Linked DNA regions of Anas platyrhynchos: region 1 is linked to region 2. A link is a contact called in public Hi-C data. All regions are on one chromosome and are shown on one strand. The core of a region is the stretch at or near the end of the contact, and the rest is flanking DNA. Distances in the headings are between cores, read along the strand shown. Region 1 overlaps TBC1D14 (TBC1 domain family member 14). Region 2 holds the start of S100P (S100 calcium binding protein P).

Region 1 (5,349 bases), core at 2,305-4,804, 180 kb before region 2:
GCTTGGAGCATCTGATACGCAGGGAGAGGCTGAGAGAGCTGGGTCTGTTCAGCCGTGAAGAGAGATGGCTTGCAAGGTGTACAAATATTCAACAGGATGGAGTAAAGAAGACTGAGACAGACTCTTCACAGTCATATCCTGTTAAAGGGCAAGAGCCAATAGGCACAAATTGAGACCAAGGAAGTTTTATTTAAACATGAGAAAAGAAAAACTTCACTGTGACAGTGGTTAACACTGGAACAGGTTGCCCAAGTCTCCATCCTTGAATATATTCAAAACTCTAGTAGCCAAGGTCCTGAGTAACCTCCTATAGCTGACGTTGCTTTAAGCACTGGGTTCGGACCAGGTGATCTCAGGCACTCTACAATACTGAGAAAGCTCACCTAGTGAAACTTCAAGCTGTGAGACTAGACAAAACAACTCCAAAGGGATTTCTGTTCAATGGATCAGAAACGTGTTCAGTGCTAACAACAAGCTCTGAAAGATCACAAGGACATTGAGAGCTTGGTTCCGATAGAAATGGATTAACAGTCAAAAACGTTCTCTGAAATATCAACTTATCAATCTCAGAAAAAAAAAAAAAAAAAATCTGCTGCTACTGGGAATTTTGTCTTTTACTGAAAGTATTTAGTCAAACACTTGACAACAGAAGAAGCTGTCAACAATTTAAAGGCAAGCCAGTTTGCACAAAAAAAGATTTCCTATCTTCCTGAAATTGACAACGAACTATTGCTTGCTGAGAAGAGACATTTTAGCTGCCTCCAAACCCAAGCCTGATAGGCACAAATGCAAATACTTAATTTGGAGTACCTAATATCACGATGAAATTTGACAGGTCTGCAAATAAGACCTGTGTCTTTTTCGTCTGTAAGGCTGTAATTACAATAGAGCTAAAAAGAAGGGGAATTTCACCAAATAAAAAGATTGTAACTCCTTGTCTACTAAGTGGAATAGCTGTAGTAATTAAAACCAATCTGTGCTGGGATCCTCTAAAGATGATCTGAGACCACTGAACATACAAGTAGAATGCTGCCCAAGAGTCACAGCTGATCCTTCCAAAAGCTTAGGTGCTTGTTTTCTTTGCAACTTACAGCACTGGGAGGTGTCCCTGCCCATGGCAGGGGGATGAAGTTGGGTGGGCTTTAAGGTCCCTTCCAACCCAAACCATCCTCTGATTCTATGATTCTGTAAGTCTGTGGGAATGATGTGGATTGACAAATTCAATTACTGAACACAAACTAAAGCTTTTATCTTAACAACAGAATACTGCAACAGCCCAAACCACGCCAGCTTATGTCAAGAATAAGACATGGAGCTATAAGCTGGTATGCATATTAGTAATTATACTGTCAATGTCTTACCAGTCAATCAGATAGATATCTGGAGTTAAGTTATTTTTTTTGAAGTGAGCAAATAGCTTTGGCAGATTTTCTTCAAAGAATACCTCAAATGCAGCAAAGTAAGTCAACATCTGCAAAAACAACGGGGAGAAAAAACAGTTAGCTCTATAATTAATAGACTTCAATATATTATCTGCTGTTGGATTCATGTTCTTCAAAAGAAAAATCATGTGAATTACATGATGGAATACAGAGCTAAACATTTGTGCAACAGACAGCATCTGCAAACACACAGTTTAAGATCCATTCTATATTTTGTTCTCACATTAAACAGTGTCATTATTGTTGTGGATCTTGGCCAGCTTCCTTTGGAAAGAAAAATAGCATCAGGAGAGAAGTTATTTGCTGATTACTCAAAATAATTATGATAACAGAATGGTGCTTTATGTTTGTGGCAGTAACCTAACGTTACACTGAATAACATCCAAGACCCAATGGATTACAAAATGAAATACAAAACTGAAATAATTTAATAGCCCATAGCAAGAATGATGAGTCCATTTGGCTCCAATCATAAATCATATTCTAATACCAAAGCTTCAATTGTATAACACGTTTTAAAAATGAGATAATAGTTATTTTTACTGTAAAGAGACAGAGAAAGTTCACACAGAAAAGCTGAAGATCAGGACAAAACACTTATGCAAGAGAAACAGACTCCAACCCCCATCTGATACCTTATCCCCTTAACTGTACTGGTTTTAGCATGAAAACTGGAATGTTATTTTTAATATTTGAGTATTTGGATAAAATAGAAAAAGAGGGCATGCAAAAAAAACCCAAAAACTTTCCTATCCAACTAAGAATTAAAAACAAAAGTCTTTTTTAACTTTTCCACCCTAATCCTCTTACTATTGCAGGAAGAAAGGTTTAACAAAGTCCTTGAATGACTCAGTATTTTTAATTACAATCTCTTGTAAATAAAGAATGCAATAAAGAATGGTTGTGGTTATCTTTGAAGTACAAGTTGTACCAGCATGCTTTTCCCCAGCACACCATGACAGTAAAAGAGAAGCCTTTTGTGTGAAACCCTTTAGACGGATGACAGATGCTTACCTGTTTTTTGATAGCCTTACAGAAATGTTTTCCTGTTTCATCTGAATGTAGTGACAAATTCTAGACTACCTTCATTAAGAGCAGCACATAAAAAAAATGACTCAAGCCAATCTGAGATGGGCAGGCTACAGAAATAGCTGTACAAAGTTAGGTAAAATCTCTAAACCACCTGTTAGCCAGAAAAAGTTTCACAGTAAACAGGAAAACAGAAACCTAGAAACCCACTTTAGAGAACTCTACAACTGAAAACTTCCCAATATGTATTTTTAAATACACAAAGTCCAAGCACCGTGTGAGATTCATAAGCATAAAGAAGGAAGCAGGTAATGCAAGACAGTCCCACTTCCAAAATGTTCTGTTTACAAGCCAACAGCACAGTAAAAAGAAGTCCTACTAAAGGATATCAGAAGTACATTAAAGCAGGGATTTTTACACATAACTGCCACAATCACATCTGTTGATAGAAATGAAGGCAGCTCAATTAGAAATGCAGTAAAGGTTCAGGTATTTATCTTGATCGAATCAACATACAATAAGACATTTACTTAGTAGTAATGAAAAAAATCCATTTGGAATAAAAATTTAACCAAGAAAATAAATCAAGTGAAATCAGAATAAATTTCTATGATTTCCAAAAGCACCTCTTAAATAAAATAGAAAAAGTAAAACCAATATAAGACAAATTAGCATTTGAGTATTAAGCTGTAAAACTGACAAAAAAGTTCAGCATACACAACAGATCTGAAGATTAACCACAGGAAGACAAAAACATCTCACTTTGTCTCATCACTAGGTACAAAGTTTTCCTCGGGGTGTGAATCATGGCTTTGCAATTTCACAGCACGTTAATACTCCTTCATGTAGCACCACCTCTCCTGTTCTGCAAGCATGCTTCTATCACGTAGCCTTTGCTTGTCTAAGCTAACAAAACCAAAGGGCACTATCCATGGGGAAACTAGAAACACCATTACAGCTAATAAACATCTTATTCTAGAAAATTTAATTCTGAAACCAGCTTCAAAAGATCTGTATTTACACACTGCATGAGTGAGCATGTCCTCCTTTTTCAAATAGTAGTTATGGAGATGATTGATACAGCTTGTAGCAATGCTGTCTGAGCTGTTGTACATCTCCCACTGGCATTTACAACTGATGAGACCCAGAAGCTGTAACAAGGAATTACACGTGTTTTTCCAGCAGAAAATTACAATAGGATCTCTACTGTCCCACTGTTTAACCAATGCAAGTGATCACTGTTGATGTTATCCATTCCCCTGCTTTATTTCTCCCATTTAAACCCTTGAGAAAGCTGACCCTATTTTTATAGCATTAATGGGTGACTAAGTGAGAAGTAAATACAGAATGGCATAATTTTTTTGAAAAACACTTCAAAACTAAATTAAAATTGTATTTCAGGAGATGAGTCTTACTTTGCTGTGGTACACAAGTAGCCCAGTATACATGCTAACAAAGAATTTCAGACAACAGAGTGTGAATGAGGCACCCAACTTTCACTAAAAATTGGGGAGGACAGTGTCTGCTCATCTGATTTCCCCCATGCCATCTTGAAAACATAATTGCTACAGAGTAAAGAGATGGGAAATCCAGCTCTTTTGGGAGCCTATTTAAGCAATGTGTTAGTTTGTGATAAAAAGCACCTTCAAACCACTGTTAAGACTATTAAGCTGTTTTCAGCTTTCATCTACAGTGCTCAAATTCAAGAACACCTACAACAATATTCTCATGACTATTCTCTGAGCATCATAAAATACTCAGCAGCTGAACAACTTCATTCACCTGCCTGTTCAAAAGCTTGGTGGGGAGTTTTCAGTTCCAGTTTGGTTTGTTTGTTTGTTGAGGAGGGGGTATATGTGTGCCTCTGCTATTTAAAAAACAAAAAATGATCAAGCATGTTGCCTTAAAATAAATTCAGACATTTTCCAGGCTACTGAGCTCATGTTTTGTTTTGTTTCGTTTTTTAACATATCCACAGTATGTAGACTACAGTTTCACTGCATACTTACAAGGCCATGGTCCACACGGAAAAACGCCATCTGACAGGGTTTATTTAAAAGGTTAGAAAAAGCAATGAAGGCATCTGCAGTATCCAAGTTCAAGATCAATACTGCTGCTATGAATGACATGCCTTGTACCTGAAGAAAGAAAAAGCATCACAATTCAACAAGAACTGTATTCTTTTCAAGAACACTGCCCCATTTTGTCGTTGCAATCACAACTGTTTAACACACTCGCTGAGCTATTGAATTTTCAAAACTTTCAGAAAGGGAGGAATTTTTAACCTGCATAACCACTTGGTACTGAATGCTGAGAGCACGGAAGCTAATGATCCCCATGTTGCCTCCTTTCAGAGACTCCAAGTAAAATTCCTAAAAAAGGCCAGAATGACATCACTCTCAACTATGCAGAATGAAGCTCTTTCTGAAGATCTGAATGAAGATTTTTTTCTGGTCCCTCTTCTCATAGGAATGGGGCGTATATGTCTTGATCTCTGAAAAGCTGTACTAGGACACTAGAGACTACCCATGTTTCTTTTTCAATCAGTAACCTGGTAGATCTGGAGAGCTGCAATGGCTCATTTGACAACCAGCAGCATTTTAAATTAAGTGCGTGTTTCATTTACCATAAACTCATGATATTGTTACATTTTTCCACAAGCTTATTATGGAATTGGCACAGAACTGAGGCAAAACTCACCCACCCTAAGGGTGTAGTGCTGCCATCACCGGGTCACATGGACCGAGGTGTGACAGTCCTTCCTGCAAACCTGAGGAACGAGCTCCTTCCTAACACAACAACAGGTTCCACGCCAAATGAAGCACACCACCTCATCTGCTCTTCTTCTAGTTTCCAGGCAGTCACGTTCAGATGTTGC
Region 2 (5,222 bases), core at 1,323-3,822:
TTTTCTTTTTCTTTTTCTTTTTCTTTTTCTTTTTCTTTTTCTTTTTCTTTTTCTTTTTCTTTTTCTTTTTCTTTTTCTTTTTCTTTTTCTTTTTCTTTTTCTTTTTCTTTTTCTTTTTCTTTTTCTTTTTCTTTTTCTTTTTCTTTTTCTTTTTCTTTTTCTTTTTTTCTTTTTCTTTTTCTTTTTCTTTTTCTTTTTCTTTTTCTTTTTCTTTTTCTTTTTCTTTTTCTTTTTCTTTTTCTTTTTCTTTTTCTTTTTCTTTTTTTCTTTTTCTTTTTCTTTTTCTTTTTCTTTTTCTTTTTCTTTTTCTTTTTCTTTTTCTTTTTCTTTTTCTTTTTTTTTCTTTTTTTCTCTCTCTCTCTTTTTTTTTTTCTTTTTCTCTAGAGTATGTAAAGATGGGAAATGGAGATGGAGACTAGAAAATGACAGCACATTTAGCTAATTACCCTCCTGGAAAATGTTGGTTTATTTCCAGTGATTTCAGGAAGTAGTTAGGACTGGAGGAGCAGTTGCGTACAACTGGAGCAGGTGGTGCCCTGCAAACATATCCAGGGCCAGCCCTGAGCATCATCTCATTCAGCTGTCATTGGGGCTCCTCAGCTCTTCATAGGCCAAACGTCAAATGTCATGTTTTGGGGGTATTTCATACCCCTTTATAATTATGTTTTGTTGTTGTTGCTTGTTTGTTGTGTTTTGTTTTTGATTTTCTTCTTGTGGAGACACTTTGACTAAATACAAGTCCATGACCATGAACAGCTTACTATGACTCTTTTGGGTCACAACCACTGATCTAAAATAATTTCAGAGACATTTTCTTCTATTCATGCAGAGCCATCCAGATTTTTATTCTGAATGTTGCATCTGTATTTAATTTGTGAGTCATAAATCCAGCAGGCATGGATTTCATACCATGGTTTCATGCAGCTTCCTTGTAAAGAGACTAACTCATGTCAAGTACCGTCTACAGTGCCCTGAAGTAGTTGTTAAAAAATTGAATTATACAGGATACAAAAAATGGCAGCCACATTTGGAACATTTCATTCTAGATTTTTGCATTTAAGAAGAATAATTGGATGTACAAATAAATGTTAGTACTCTGTGCAAAGAGCAAGATTTTAAAAAACATTTTATAGATATTTTTAGCAAAGATAAGCAAATAAAAAACAATTGAAAAGGAAAAGCATTTGGTTTCCCAGGCAACTAAAGCTTTTGCTATAATGTATTAAGAATTTTGAATACCTGCGTGGAGATATTTTATTTATATGTATATATATATATATAAACTATTTAAATGTACATGAGGCATACATGCAAACCTATGATGTAAACTACTTTTTCAGGCCTTTCTTTTACTATTAAAGGCAGGTGCTAAACAGTTTGATCTGCATTCATCTGTTGCTCTTTGTGTTTGTGCATCCTTTTGATGCGCATACTAAGTATGCAGATATAAATACCTAGGGAAAGTAAGTGTAGAAATATGTAGAGAGGTTCTGCATCTCTAGTCAAGACCTTCCCAGCAGCCGTGACATCATGTAAGATTATAAATCTGGGAATAAAAAGTAGATTAATTCTGAAGACAAAAAACAACCTATTTCAAAGCTGTGGTCCTGACAACTTGATGAACTTGGTAAATGGAGAATACCTCTGACTATCAGAATCAGTTTTACATTTACTCCAGTTTTATTCAAGTGGCGTACTTAGAAAAGTTTCTACAAACCACTGCATGTTTCTGGATGCAACTTCCCCTGTAATGTATAAAGCCTGCGGCCCTTGCCATAATACAGAAATTAAGCCGTGCTCTTTTTGAGAGGAAGTTTGGGAGTTCTTTTTCCAGGAGGGTCTTTAGTTCTCCTTTGGTGAGGGTTTGTGTGTTGTCTGCTGTCTTCGCATACTTGTCAAAGATAGCAATGGTTTCCATCTGGGACACACCACTGCTGGGGTCTGGCTTTCTCCTCAGCTGGAACAGCCTCGGGTTTCTTTTGAAGGATGGAGATGGGCCTTATTGGAGGTGCTTTATGCTCCTGTCCCACCCAGTGGTTGCTCACCAGAGGGACACTTATCAGTCAGCAAATACCCATACCGGGTGCCGCTCGGAGTACTGCACGCCTCAGTACTGACAGCTCTTCACAGCTCCAGCGTTATCATGCCATGTGGCTGGCAGAAAATGCACTGAACCCACATTGCTCAATCTCCAGCTGCTGCCTACACACAGCAGAGGACATTACATGGAAGTGGCAGCTCAGATGGCAGAAGGTGACCAGCTACACTCAACAGGGAATGGGTTAAAACTTCTGTCCAAGCAGCAGAGTCACTCTGTTGAATGCCAGGCAGCTACACTAAACATGCAGGAGCTCATTTAAGGTGCCTTACATCTATTCTAGAAGCAAGTGTGAGAAAATGTTTTGGGGGAACCTCTCAAAACTAGAGCACTCTGCATGAAGAGCATGATGCATCCCATGGTGAAACATTCCCTGTAGAAGACCCCGATTATGGCTTCCCAAAATTAAGGCTGAGTTTGGATGTCTTTGGGTGTACCTCTGACTACGTGAAGGTAAGTTTCCAGCTGTGTCATGCTACAAAGTAGTTAGCCAAAATTTGTTTTGAAGTGAGAAGAATTTTAAAAATTAACTCTTCTGACAGACAGCTGTAGCCACTTCTTCATCAGACAAAATGTGTTCTGTAACATTTATGATGCCTCAGAGCAAGACGATACATCACAAATATACGTAAATCTAGTACCTCCTTGAAAGAAACAACAGCATGATTTTCTTTCTTACGTTCCCCAGTAACTGATTTGGTATCTCCTGGAAAGCCACTGCAATGTCTCAAGCTGCATGCTTCATTTAAACACTTCGCAAAAGCTGTTTTTTTCCCATGGCTTCAGCCTTATGACATAGTTGCAGTTGATTTGCATTAAATGGGTAATGGTTTTCGGTAAAGTTTGAAGGTTTTTACATTAAAGTGCCTGTTGAAACCTGTGGTTTTCCTCAGAAGAAGAAGAAAGCAAACAATGAGGCCTTGCCAGCAATGAGCATGGTCTGGTGTTTGCATGCACACAGTGCCAGTCGCTGATGCTTTGAGGGCCATGAACTTGTTGTTTGACACACATTCGTAACATCGTTAAACATGGCCATTGGAGAGAAATCAGTTCCTCCCTCTGGAAGAAATCCCAGCAAAATAAGGTGCCTACTTCACTAATTCTCACGACTTTAATCATTTTCATTCATGCTAGTAACGCAGAGGAAGAGAAAAAAAAAAACAAAAAACAAAAAACAACCACCTAAAAAGACAGAGAGGGGGAGAACGTTAGCTTCAGTCAATAGGATATTGGTCTTTATGGCCACACCTTTGTCACATAACCTGGCAGAAAAGATCTCCTCATTCTTGACCCACTTTTCTGTGCAAACAAAGGTGACGCAGTTTTTGAGGCGGTGCCTCCGAAAGTGCAAAAACACAAAATAAACCACAGGACTTGAATTTCTACAAATGGAAAGGTCACCATACTAATAACATCTGTTTTTTATCTTTTTTTTCTTTTTAACATGGCATATTTGTATTCATGAGCATGCACACACATCAGTGCTGCTCAGACTTTTCAATTCACACGTTTTGCATTGGTTAAATATTTTCTTCTAATTTGTTTTTCATTAAAAATAGCAGCTTGGAGCACAAGGCATGGAACAGACTATTACAACTGTTTGCAAAATAGGAACAAAACACAGAAACAAAGCAGAGTACAAATAGGAGGTATTTGTGGGAGAGAAAGAAGTGTTTTGATGCCTGTCCAGCTACCCTGTGAGATAATACATTTCCTGTGGGTTTGGTTAAATTTTATATTATTATTTTAATGTAAATAATTGCCATTGGTTGCTTCTCTCAGGTTTCTTTCTTCAAGAAATGGTATAGACAACAGCTTGGGTGAGGTGTTACCGAGGGTTTATCCAGAATTAGGTCTTGCTGTCCCTGACTTGGCCCAAAAATTTACATTATTTATAAGATACTAATGTTCACAGTTAAGTCATTTCCAAAAACCATCTAGATGCGTAAATTTCATGGTACTTGGCCAGACATTCAGGCTTACATGAGATTTATGCGATTTTGTGATGATTTTCTCTTTGAGAATAAATTTTATCTTATACTTTTCGCAGCAGCTTCTGTTTTGGAAAAGTCTGAATAAATGCATTTATCAGCTCTGAAGAGCCATTTGTGTCACAGTCACTGCTGGGACAGCTGAAAAGTTAAACTGCTATTAGAGCTTATCACCCCTTAACATTTATTCCAAAAGGTTCAGGAAGTTACAGGAGAGCAACCTTTTGACAATTTTCACAAATCTGTTATGTATTAGAACATAAGAAGCACAGGGGGAAGAAAGCACAATTTAAATGACGAATCTACTGTTTTTCATATGTTCCATCTCAGCAGCAGTACTAAAAAGCACTTTATTTTTCTCTTGGTGTGGGGGTAGCATTTTACTCAAAAACAAGCATTGCATATTCCACACTGAGACAAAATTATTTAAAAAAAAAGTATATTTTCCAGTGTCCTGGATATTCTGTTGAATTTAGCTTACCAACACATTTTATTTACTGAAGAGTGGGGTTTTCCTTTGCACTGACTGTGAAAACTTGCTGTAAGTCTAGGTAATGATTTTTAAAGGTCATTCTGTTTCCACAATGCACGGCAAATTTATGTATGTCTAAATGATGCAGCTACTACGTCATTCTACAAAACACAAAGTGATTAAACTAAACAGGCAATGGCAATGTGTAAACAGGAAGAAGGTCTTACCAGCACATGTGGTGCTTGGTGACAGGATGAATCAGTTCTGTTAGCTATTTTGAGGGTTCTTCCAAATGCGTTGGTCTTTACCATTTTATTATCATTTACTTCTTAAAATACCCTTAACATTTATTTCACAAATCCAATTATTAAAGTCCCATACTATTTAAATGAAGTTTAAAGACAGGTAAAATTGTGAAGACCAAGGTCAATTAATTGGCTGTGAATTTCTGAGCTGAGAGTTAGATTACTGCCGTCAGGCAAAGCTGAAGCATGGGAAATGTATTTTACCATTGTATATTGACTCGTCTTAAACACATTTACTAGTGCACTAGATTTAGCCATATTAGATTGTAAAATCAATGAATATACTACAGCCAGTAAATTAATATTTACAGTGTAAATACTTCTGTCTAGTTTTCAGTCCATGATTAAATAATTTC

What was found. Hi-C and Micro-C count contacts between places; a contact is called where the count stands out from the background.
Region 1: a contact with region 2 is called in a Hi-C map of skeletal muscle, with 2.1 times the contacts expected there. The contact joins the enhancer-like site here to the promoter of S100P in region 2. A contact is called at or near these places in 2 of 8 Hi-C or Micro-C datasets (liver and skeletal muscle).

Annotation. Positions count from the first base shown.
Region 1 is chr4:67,940,541-67,945,889 of IASCAAS_PekinDuck_T2T, reverse strand. It overlaps TBC1D14 (TBC1 domain family member 14), which reads right to left. Exons shown (of 14, transcript XM_027457429.3): 11 at 4,481-4,609; 12 at 1,362-1,471. Among named protein-coding and RNA genes, the nearest start is that of CFAP184, 21 kb to the left of the region's middle. Within about 2 kb of position 3,554, at least 1 of the 8 cell types and tissues checked has an H3K27ac peak or open chromatin away from gene starts, as enhancers often do.
Region 2 is chr4:67,759,332-67,764,553 of IASCAAS_PekinDuck_T2T, reverse strand. It overlaps S100P (S100 calcium binding protein P), which reads right to left and starts at 2,572. Exons shown (of 3, transcript XM_005016233.6): 1 at 2,546-2,572; 2 at 1,813-1,918. The coding sequence starts at 2,572.